Regions from separate parts of the Pan troglodytes genome. Here region 2 is linked to region 1. The links are chromatin contacts, called in public Hi-C maps. All regions are on one chromosome and are shown on one strand. The core of a region is the stretch at or near the end of the contact, and the rest is flanking DNA. Distances in the headings are between cores, read along the strand shown.

Region 1 (5,515 bases), core at 1,898-4,397:
ATAGGCCTACAAGAGCTGCTTAGGGGATTGGATACTGCTTCTGTGATAGGAACTGGGTGGAGATTTTAAGGGTAATGCAGAAGGGGGTGTGGTGTTTTGCAACTGAGGGTGTGGAAGTATCTCAAAACAGCGGGGTTAACCACGGATGGGGGATAAGGAAAGGTTGCATGTTTTAGGGTGGGAAGTTGCAGGAGTAGAAGAAAGTTAGAAGCCCTGGAGGGGTCTGGGTGGATGCGTTGGGTACTATGGGGAACGTGGGAGTGGAGAGTAGTGTGGAGTTTTGAAAGCATGGCTCTGCCTAGGAGTGGAGTTGGGCATGAGGGCAGGACTAAGAGTGAGTGAAGGAAAAGGCATGAAGGGAGCAGAAGGGTGGAGGGGGGCTCGGGATTTGGAGACCATCAGTTGTCCATCAATTCCCACAACAGAGACCTGGGAGGACTCGGTGAGTCCTGAAAAATTAGGTAAAGCAGAGTAGGTTGACTTGATATTAATTTTAAAAACACACTGGCCTACCTGCCGCTATCAGGGTTACCCTTGGCTCAGATGAGGCAATGGTAGTTGCCGGGTGTCCGTTCCAGGGCACTGTCAGTCTTCAGCGGCAAGGCGGATGAGATCGAGTAGGTTTTGGCCGGCTCAGGAAGGGATGGAGGCGGTCCTTGCAGGGGCCGCTCACAGTCCGACTTCCAGTGGGGTCCTCTGCAGAGGGGGCACGGCCTGGGGGGCTTACCTGGGTTTGGGCATTGTCTGGACCGGTGGCCTTCACTGCCACACTTGAAACAGGTGCCAGGTGGAGGTGGCTTGCTAGGAGGCTCCCGTGTGGAGCTGCGGCCCCGTGGGCCTGCAGGGCCCCCCGATGGCGGAGGCAAGCATTCGAAACTCTGCCTGTTTTTGCCTTTCACTTTCCTCATCACAATTATTAAAGGCTTTGAGGGCTAAATTGAGAAGGTCTCGTTGTGGGGTTTGAGGGCCATCGTCAAGCTTCTGAAGCTTGAGCTGGATATCAGGGATGGGTTGGGAGATGAACCGAAGGTTTAAGATAGTGGTTCCTTCTGGGCTGGCTGGGTCTAGGTTGGTATATTTTCTCATGGCTTCCGTTAAACAAGAGAGGAAAAAGGGCTGGGTTTTCGTCAGGACCTTGGGTGATTTCTGAAAGTTTTTCATAGTTTATCGCTTTATGGGCACACTTTTTGAGTCCTGCAAGGAGACACACAATCATGTGGTCTCGATGGCAGCATCCAAAGGCCCCATCTTGATAATCCCAGTGGGGGTCCTGGCTGGGGACTGCCTCTGTGCCAGCAGGCTGGGCGGCAGCTTGGTGATGAATTGTATCAGCATGTGCCTGAGCTAGGGTCCAGATACGGTCCCAGTCTTCTGGGGTGAGGGTGGAAGAGAGGATAATGTAGAGGTCATGCCAAGTTAGTTCATAAGACTGGGTAAGGTACTGAAACTCTCTAATATAAGAGGCAGGGTATTCTGGAAATAAACCGAGTCTTTTGTGAATTCAAGAGCGATCAGTGAGGGAGAAGGGAACATGAACTCTAATAAGACCTTCAGTTCCTGCTACTTCCCGAAGGGGGCATTCTAGCACAGACGCTGAAGTAAGGGTGGGGCATGGGCCAAAAGCAACGCCTGAATGAGTATAGGCGGGAAAGAAAAGCCGGAAGTGGTTCCTGCGGAGGGTTTGAAGGGGGAAGGGGGGTTGAGTTAATAGGCAGCAGAGGATAGATAGGAGCGGAAGGTGGCGGGGTGGGTTTACAGGCCTCAGGAGAGAGCAGTGGGGGAGGAGAATGGGTACAGGCAGTGCAAGAATTGTCCTGAGGAGAGGATGGTGTAGGAAAAGAAGTGGATACTCTTGGAGGCGGTGCTGGCTGGGAAGACAAAGAGGAGGCTTAGGGGGTTAAAGAAGACGGTTGAGAGTAAGAGGCAGGGGCTGGAAGGGGTGGGCAGCAGTTGGCTGGATCCAACAAGGAAAAAGAGTTAGGGTCAGGAGGAGAACGGCGATCAGGGCGGCGAGAATGGAGGGGGAGGATTTGAACAGGTGAGCAAGAGCAGAGGCCGGGTTGTAATCTGAGTGTGAACAAGGCCTGGATATAAGGAATTTCTCCCCATTTTTCCAGCCGTCAGCAATAATTGCTTAAGTCAGTTAAAATTGTAAAGTCGTATGTTCCATTTGTGGCCCATTTGGACCCACTGTCCAATTTGTACTGTGGCCAGACTGAATTGCAATAAAAGAACAAGGTCCTTAGAGGGATATCTTGCCTGAGGTCTGAGGTTTGCAGGTTTTTCATGAGGCAGCCTAGAGGGCTGTCCTTTGGAATGGAAGACTGGGAATTTTGCATAATGGAGGGTAGGCTCAGGAGAACGGGAAAAGCAGACCGTCCTGGACAGCCGGAGGGAGACGATAAAAGGAGCCTTTTTCATTCCCAGAATGGGATCAACTGGCTTAGAGTCCCCCTAAGACCAGATGATCAGCGAGTGCCTGGCACACACCTTAGCATTTTTTTTTTTTTTTTGAGACAGAGTCTTGCTCTGTTACCCAAGCTAGAGTGCAGTGGCGCGATCTCTGCTCACTGCAACCTCCACCTCCGGGGTTCAAGCGATCCTCCTGCCTCAGCCTCCCGAGTAGCTGGGATTACAGGGGCCTGCCACTGTGCCCAGCTAATTTTTCTATTTTTAGTAGAGACGGAGTTTCACCATGTTGACCAGGCTGGTCTCGAACTCCTGACCTCGTGAATCCAACGGCCTTGGCCTCCCAAAGTGCTGGGATTACAGGCGTGAACCACCACGCCCAGCCATGCCATAGCCTTCTTGGACCCATGTTGGATTTTGGGGCTGGAGAAACCAAGAGAGGCCGTGTGGATTTTTCCCTGTTAACTGGGCTCCCAGGAAACTTACCAGTAGGCGAGATCAGTGACCGATGTGCATGCACGGAGAGGCGACTAGAGGCTGAGGAGCTTCCTTTGTCCGGCTGCTGTGGCCTGCTCTCCCAGATGGAGGGGTGGTAGGTCCACTGGGGACGTGGACGGAAGCCCCTCGCGGGTTTCAGGGCCAGACCCAAGGCTCTTGCATTGGTTGGAACCCGGAGAGCACGCCAACAGACAACACGAGGCGGTGTGGAGCAACACGCTGTTTTAATAAGCGCCTGGATGCGGACAGACTGAGGCCTAGAATGGCATCAGCCCCAAGTGAGGAGGGGGCAGGGCTTTTATAGTTCTCTGTAAACAGGAATTGTCCCAGCCTGACGTGACTGCTATGTAGTACGCGGACGGCCTCCCCCTTGATCTTCAGAGAGTATGTGTCTTCCAGCCAGCTCTTTTCCTGCCTCTGCTATCTTGCTGCTGGTGCAAGTTTGCGCGTTGGGACTGGGCCTGAGGAGGAGGAGTCATTCATTCCCTCAAGCTTTCAGGCCCCTGGGAGAATCTTTCAATCAGGACTTCCTGAGGCGGTGTCACAGGTCCCTGCCCAACCTTGGCAAAATAAACTTTATAAATTAACAAGAGACCTGTCTCAGCCGGGCACGGTGGCTCACGCCTGTAATCCCAGCACTTTGGGAGGCCCAGGCGGGCAGATCACGAGGTCAGGAGATCGAGATCGTTCTGGCTAACATGGTGAAACCCCGTCTCTACTAAAAATACAAAAAATTAGCCGGGCATGGTTGCAGGCGCCTGTAGTCCCAGCTACTTGGGAGGCTGAGCCAGGAGAATGGCCTGAACCCAGGAGGCAGAGCTTTCAGTGAGCGGAGATCGCGCCACTGCACTCCAGCCTGGACGACAGAGCGAGCCTCCATCTCAAAAAAAAAAAAAAAACCTGTCTCAGATTTTCCACATTCACACCCGAAATGGTATCAAACTCCTGGCCTCAAGTAATCCATCTGCCTTGGCCTCCCAAAGTGCTGGGATTACAGGTATGAGCCATTGTGCCTGGCCTCAAGTGGGATTTTATTTTTTTAATTCTGAGACAGAATCTAACTCTATTGCCCAGGCTGGACTGCAGTGGTGCCATCTTGGCTCAGTGCAACCTCCATCTCCCGAGTTCAAGCGATTGTCCTGCCTCAGCCTCCTGAGTACCTGGGATTACATGTGCACGCCATCACGCCCAGCTAATTTTTTTTTTTTTTTTTTTTTTTTTTTTGGTAGAGATGGGGTTTTGCCATGTTGGCCAGGCTGGTCTCAAACTCCTGACCTCAAATGACCTCAAATGATCTGGCCTGCCTTGGCCTCCCAAAGAGCTGAAATTATAGGCATGAGCCATCCGCACCTGCCCACAAGTGGGTTTTTTGTTTTTTGTTTCTTGGTTTTTGTTTTTTTGTTTTGAGACGGAGTCTTGCTCTGTCGCCCAGGCTGGAGTGCAGTGGCGCGATCTCGGCTCATTGCAAGCTCTGCCTCCCGGGTTCACGCCATTCTCCTGCCTCAGCCTCCCGAGTAGCTGGGACTACAGGCGCCCGTTGACCACGCCTGGCTAATTTTTTTGTATTTTTAGTAGAGACGGGGTTTCACTGTGTTAGCCAGGATGGTCTCAATTTCCTGACCTCGTGATCCGCCCGCCTCTACTGCCAAAGTGCTGGGATTACAGGCATGAGCCACCGCGCCCCGCCTTAACAAGTGGATTTTTAAAGGAAAAATGAGGCAGTTGCTAAATTCCTCGCCAACAATTTACATTAAAATACATAAGCGATTTATTGGCTTGTTCTTTGTATCACAAATTCCACAAATTTAGAAACGTGATTGTAATGAGTGAAGCAGGTATTCAGGGACTACATGGCTAAACAATTGCGCTGGGCATGGGTGGAGGGCACGAGTGAAGTCCCGAGCTCAGGTCTCTCTGTGCAAGCCTAGCAGAGCACAGAACGCTCTGGGCTATCTTTTCACCTGGGGAATACTGTGGGCGGGACAAATCTGGGGGTATAGACAAGCTGGGGACGGCTGTTCCTCGCTGAGGGACTGACACAGGCAGCCAGTGTGTGAGCCCAAAGCTTCCAAGACACCTCTCAGCCAATGTGGAAAGTTTATTTTGCCGGGTTTACAGACGCGCCTGTGACAGCCTCAGGAGGACCCGAGGGCGTGTGCCCAAGGTGGTCGGGCACAGCTTGCTTTCATACACTTCAGGGAGACATGAGACATCAATCAGTATGTGTGAGGCCAGCCGTGGTGGCTCACGCCTGTAACCCCAGCACTTTGGGAGGCCGAGGCGGGCCGATCACCTGAGGTCCGGAGTTTGAGACCAGCCTGGCCAACATGGTGAAACCCCGTCTCTACTAAAAATAAAAAATTAGCCGGGCGTGGTGGTGGGTGCCTGCAGTCCCAGCTACTCGGGAGGCCGAGGCAGGAGAATGGCTTGAACCCGGGAGGTGGAGGATGCGGTGAGTGGAGATAGCGCCACTGCACTCCAGCCTGGGTGACAGGGTGAGACTCCATCTCAAAAAAAAAAAGAGAGAGAGAGACAAAAGTTGCATTCTTTTGAGTCCTTGGTCAGCCTTCCACTGAATACACAATTGAGTCTGGCTCAGCGAATCTGC
Region 2 (4,946 bases), core at 196-2,695, 180 kb after region 1:
TATAGCCTCCTCATCCAAACAACACAGGAGATTCTACCATGTGTGAAGAGGACATTTTACAAGATAGACTCCATCCTGGAAAAGAGAAACATTTTAAATAGCGTTTGAAAAAAGTGGCATTAAAAACATCTATGACAAACTTAGGGGTTTATCACTGAAAACATAAAGTCATGTTAACTTTGTATGGCACTGAAGAATGCCAAGATAACTAAAGAGTAGATTAAGCCAGATGCTGAGTCTTTAGGTTTTCAAAGTAAGAATTATCCTTCAAACGTCTGAAAACATTCCATTTAGTCTAAACTACAGCCAACTCACTGGAAATTAGTACGTGCCAAGGTGGCAATTAAAGCTGAAATTAAATGTTTTGCTTTTAACCTAACGATTGATTAGGGAAGGCATGCAACCTTAAGGAAAAAATCAAAACATCTTTTTCCTTATATCAGAATTGTGTCTTCAAGAACAGTCACCGACTTACAAATTTTCAACTTAGATGATGGGTTTATCGGGGTATTAAAGGCATTTTCGATTCATGATGGGTTTATCGGAACGCAATCCCATGGTAAATCGAGGAGCACCTGTATGTTAAGAGCGGATCACGTCTCTTGTGGTTAGATAGTTAATCCAGTAGTCTCCACCATACTTTTTCTTGTCATATCTCCTTACTGCCGGCCCAGTGGTCGCTTAAACAGGCAAGAGGCTGGCTAAGTGGATAAAACACCAACGCTTAGGACCCTAAGTTAGATAAGCGACTGAATACTGGCGAGGCTGGTACCAGAGCTTGCTCGACAGGACATTCACAGCCGAAAGTTGGAGCAAACGTGTCCACGTCCAAAAGGCCCGGATGCTCCAGGCAACTTTCAGCGCGGCTCGAGGCGGCTTCCGGGAGCCGGCGACTCGGAGGCCCGGACGTCGGGCGATCAGCCAGTCCAGACCCCAAGGCCGGAGAAAGCTCGGCCGCGGCGCCCCGAAAAGAGGCCCCATTCATTCTCCCCGCTCCATTTTTCCGCCGCGCGGCCCACGAGGCGGCGGCTCCGGAGGGCGCGCAAGGGGCCGGAAGGGCCACCGCTCCTTCCCGCCGCGGGCCCCTCCCCCGCCGCCGCCGCGCCGGCCCGCCTGGGCCTCCCCGGTCGCCCTCCCACCGCCTCAACCACCCTGCGCCCCGATCGCGCCCAACCCCCGGCGGGGGGCTCCCACTCACTTGTCTTTCTCGGTGCCGAAGATGGAGGCCAGATACTCCGCCATTTCCCACCCGCCGCCGCCGCTGCCGTCGACACTGCTGCCGACGCCGCCGACCCTGCCGACGCCCGCGGGAGACGTCACCCGGACGCGACGACGCTCTTCCCCGCCCCGACGTGGCAGCGCTACCCAGTCAGGCGAGGTGCTGCCTGCGCGTGGGCGGGACGCATGCGCGTAGGGAGCACGTAGTGCGCGTGGGAGGCTCCGCCTTTTCGGTCCTGGGAACCCGCGCCCCCTGCCGGTGCCTTCCCAGCCCGGCCCTAGCTCTCTCGCCTTCTCGCCCGCCCGGCGCTGTCCCTGCTGGATCCTGCGCGCCGGGGACTGGGGGCTGGCAGTGCAGACCGAACCCGGGGCCGAGGGGCTTCTCCACAGAGCCGCCTGGGGCTCGGTGGGGGGCGCTCAGCTCGACCCCAGCTAAGGGAGCACTAGGAAGTGCGGGCGTCCCCTTCCCTGCACCCTTGCGGGGCGGGAACCGTCGACCTAGAAGAAAAAAAAAGCTGAGGCAAACTTGATATAAGTAGAGAGGTTATTTGGGCCAAGTTTGAAGATTGCAACCCGGGAGCATAGCTTCAAGCTGCCCTGAACATAGGATTTGCAACAGTGACAAGTGGGTTTATAAAGCTTAAGAGGGGGGCAGTTCTTAAATAGCTCACCAAGAATTTACATGAAAATAACAAGCTATTAATTGGCTGTACGTTGTTCTTTATATCATAATTCCAGGAAAGGAAGTTCATGGGTGAAGGCAGCGGGTCCGGAGCAATAGTGCCTTTAAACAATTGCCAGGCATGGGTGGGGACCGCTGAAGCCCCATAGACCTGTCTCTCCGGGCCGGATTAACCTCGCACGCCTCACATAGCTCGGACGCTCTGTGTTGTTTTTCTTTTCTCTCACCCCTCTCCGCTTTACCCTCCCTCGGCGCTTGCCAGGTGCGACCTCCCCGGGGCCCTGCAGTCTTGCAGTTGCCTGGCCAAGGCCACCCACAGGTGGAGCTGGAAGGCCAGTGACCTGCCTCTGGGATACCCTTTCAGTCTCCTCATGTCACAAGGCTGGAACCATTCCGTGGGAAGGGTTCTATTCCTCTCTCCTGCGTTTTAACCCCATCAAGCAGCCATTTTCATCTGGTTTCCCACATTCATCAACTCACCTGCGATTTACCTAATTTCCAACGCAACTATCAACTCTGATTAGGTAGAAGTCAGAGAGACAGGGCCTATTTTACTTACCTCCTCCACAAGATGAGCCCCAGACTGTGGGGCAGGACCATGGGATCCTCTTAGCTCGGCTAGAGCTGAATGCTGAGCTCTAGTGTTTGGGCGGATTTGCGTGTTAGAATTGCATTTCTCTTGGCAACAGAGCATCTTCCTACCTGGGAAAGATGAGCAAACTGGAAACCTGTATTAGAAACAGTAGGGCCTCGGAGGTTTAAACCAAAAAGTATCTTGAGACAGGGCTCAATCAGTTTAGAAGTTTATTTTGCCAAGGTTAAGGACAATGCCTGGGAGGAAAAAAAACACGGTATCACAGAAACAGTCTGTGGTCTGTGCTTTTCTCCAAAGATGACTTTGAGGGCTTCAGTATTTAAAGGGGAAAAGTGGGCTGGAGGGGAAAGCGGAACAGTGTGGTAATCCACACGTTGCAAGAGAAAAGCAGCAGGCCGGGAACAGTCGACTGTGTACAGCTCACTCCTCAGCAAATCAGCACTTTACATAAGAGAAGCGGATGTTGAACCTTCTATCTGTAGCCGTCTGCTTAGGAACGAAAGGAAAGGCAGCTGCTTACATGACTCAGCTTTCAGCTCATTCTTTTCCTTTTGACAGAGTGAACTGGGGTCCTGACTTTTGTGTTCCTTTCGCAGAGGTGAGGCCAGAGAAGTGACAAGACAGATGCCAGTCCAGCAGGTGGGCATGTCCAGAAAGTGCAGCCTCAGGACACGGTCTGGGAACAAAGACTGCTGGAGAGTTGGAAGCTGGCAAGAGGCTCTCAGCTGTGAAGTACCTGGGGTGGGGGAGAAGTGGTCGGAGAAAGCAGAGGTAAGGTCTGTGCGTGGGAACTGAACTGAAATCCACAGCTCTATTACAAGGAATTAATCTGGTTACTAGAACCAGGGTAGATGATCAGACCAGGGCCACCAGTACCATCCACCCATTTTTCCTGAGAAAAGAAAAATAGGGCAGTCTGAGCTCTGTGAGGTGTGCAGAATGATCAGGCCCAGAGAGGCCGGAGTGTGGGACTTCATTCAGCGCCTCTTCCACCATAGAAGCAACTGTCCAGGGCAATTGTTTGATGGAATTTTTCTCCTGACAGGCTGCCTCACCCATTATCTTCTTGTTCACATGGAATTAGTGATGCTAAGAACGATGCATAGCCAATCAGCACCTTCTGTTATTTTAATGCAAATTCTTGCTAACAACTTAGGGACTGCCTCTTCCTTTTCCTTAAAACCCCACTGTAACTGCTGCTAATGGGAACATATGTTCAGGGCAACCTAGGGGCATGTGCCCAGGGAGCCATCCTCAAGCTTTGGGCTCAAATAAACTCTATACTTAATCATATTTCCTGAATTTCATTATTTGAGGTTGACATTTTGGCAACCCAGATAGGACCTGAAGCAGGCCTTCAGGGATTGCCACTAAGTAGTGGCATCAATAGTTGGAGCCTTGGTACCAGCACAAACGACTGTTGTTTACTCGACCTCACTGGTGCTGGTAGGGGTCTCTGGTAAGGCCAGTCTTGGGATCTGAATCCTCCCAGCTTAGTCGAAGATTGAGACTTACACACTAATAATTTGATAGGGTTAGAACTGAAGCTCCACTGAAAGGTAGGAGTTTCCATTTTTATTCTCTAGAGATTCTGTTGACTGCAGATTTGTGATTTTCACTTCTGTCTGAGGTTTTGCTTGTCTTTTTACAGTTTGCAGCCTTTTCTCTCATTTGAAATTTGGTCAAGGAGAAAGTGTCATCTTTAAAACTGGCCATATTCTGAAACTTGGTTCAACTGACAAATCTAAACATTCTTCTTCTTCTTCTTTTTTTTTTTTTTTTTGAGACAGAGTCTCGCTCTGTCGCCCAGGCTGGAGTGCAGTGGCATGATCTTGGCTCACTGCAACCTCTGCCTCCTGAGTTCAGGCAGTTCTCTGCCTCAGCCTCCTAAGTAGCTGGGATTAGAGGCGCCTGCCACCATGCCCTGCTAATTTTTTGTATTTTTAGTAGAGTTGGGGTTTCACCATCTTGGCCAAGCTGATCTTGAACTCCTGACCTCGTGATCCCCCTGCCTCGGCCTCCCAAAGTGCTGGGATTACAGGCGTGAGTCACTGCGCTTGGCCACTTTCTTCTTTAGTGACCAAAATTCCTCCCCTTAGGCATTTTTGGTCATTCAGAAGGAAAATCTAAATTATGGGCACTTGTGCTTCTAAAGGAGACATCCATCTGCAGAGACGGCAGCTGGATTCGTGGACAATGCTTATGGTGCCACCTTCTGTCAGTATCTAGAAACATGGTCTCACTTAACCCATGAAGACCCCAGACTATAATAGCTAAAATGGGGTGCCTTTAAAATAACTAGTTTATGCACTCAATAGGAAAAATCTGCATCTAAAATTTAAAAACTGAGAGCTATTTTTCAATGATACTTAGAAGCTTCTAAAAGAAGTTCTGATGAAGTCATTTCTTTGCAAGAAGAAAACAAGATTATCTGAAACTATTTCTTTTGTT

Evidence for each region. Hi-C and Micro-C count contacts between places; a contact is called where the count stands out from the background.
Region 2: a contact with region 1 is called in a Hi-C map of stem cell-derived neural progenitor cells, with 5 times the contacts expected there. The contact joins the promoter of U2AF1 here to the promoter of ERVH48-1 in region 1. A contact is called at or near these places in 3 of 7 Hi-C or Micro-C datasets (blood, induced pluripotent stem cells and stem cell-derived neural progenitor cells), 1 of 1 datasets of contacts at active chromatin or transcription factors (stem cell-derived excitatory neurons) and 1 of 1 other capture datasets (stem cell-derived neural stem cells).

Annotation. Positions count from the first base shown.
Region 1 is chr22:43,575,202-43,580,716 of NHGRI_mPanTro3-v2.0_pri, forward strand. It overlaps ERVH48-1 (endogenous retrovirus group 48 member 1, envelope), which reads right to left and starts at 3,148. Exons shown (of 2, transcript NM_001309176.4): 1 at 2,896-3,148.
Region 2 is chr22:43,753,532-43,758,477 of NHGRI_mPanTro3-v2.0_pri, forward strand. It overlaps U2AF1 (U2 small nuclear RNA auxiliary factor 1), which reads right to left and starts at 1,446. Exons shown (of 9, transcript XM_063803497.1): 1 at 1,199-1,446. It overlaps CRYAA (crystallin alpha A), which reads left to right and starts at 1,530. Exons shown (of 7, transcript XM_063803499.1): 1 at 1,530-1,843; 2 at 3,092-3,266.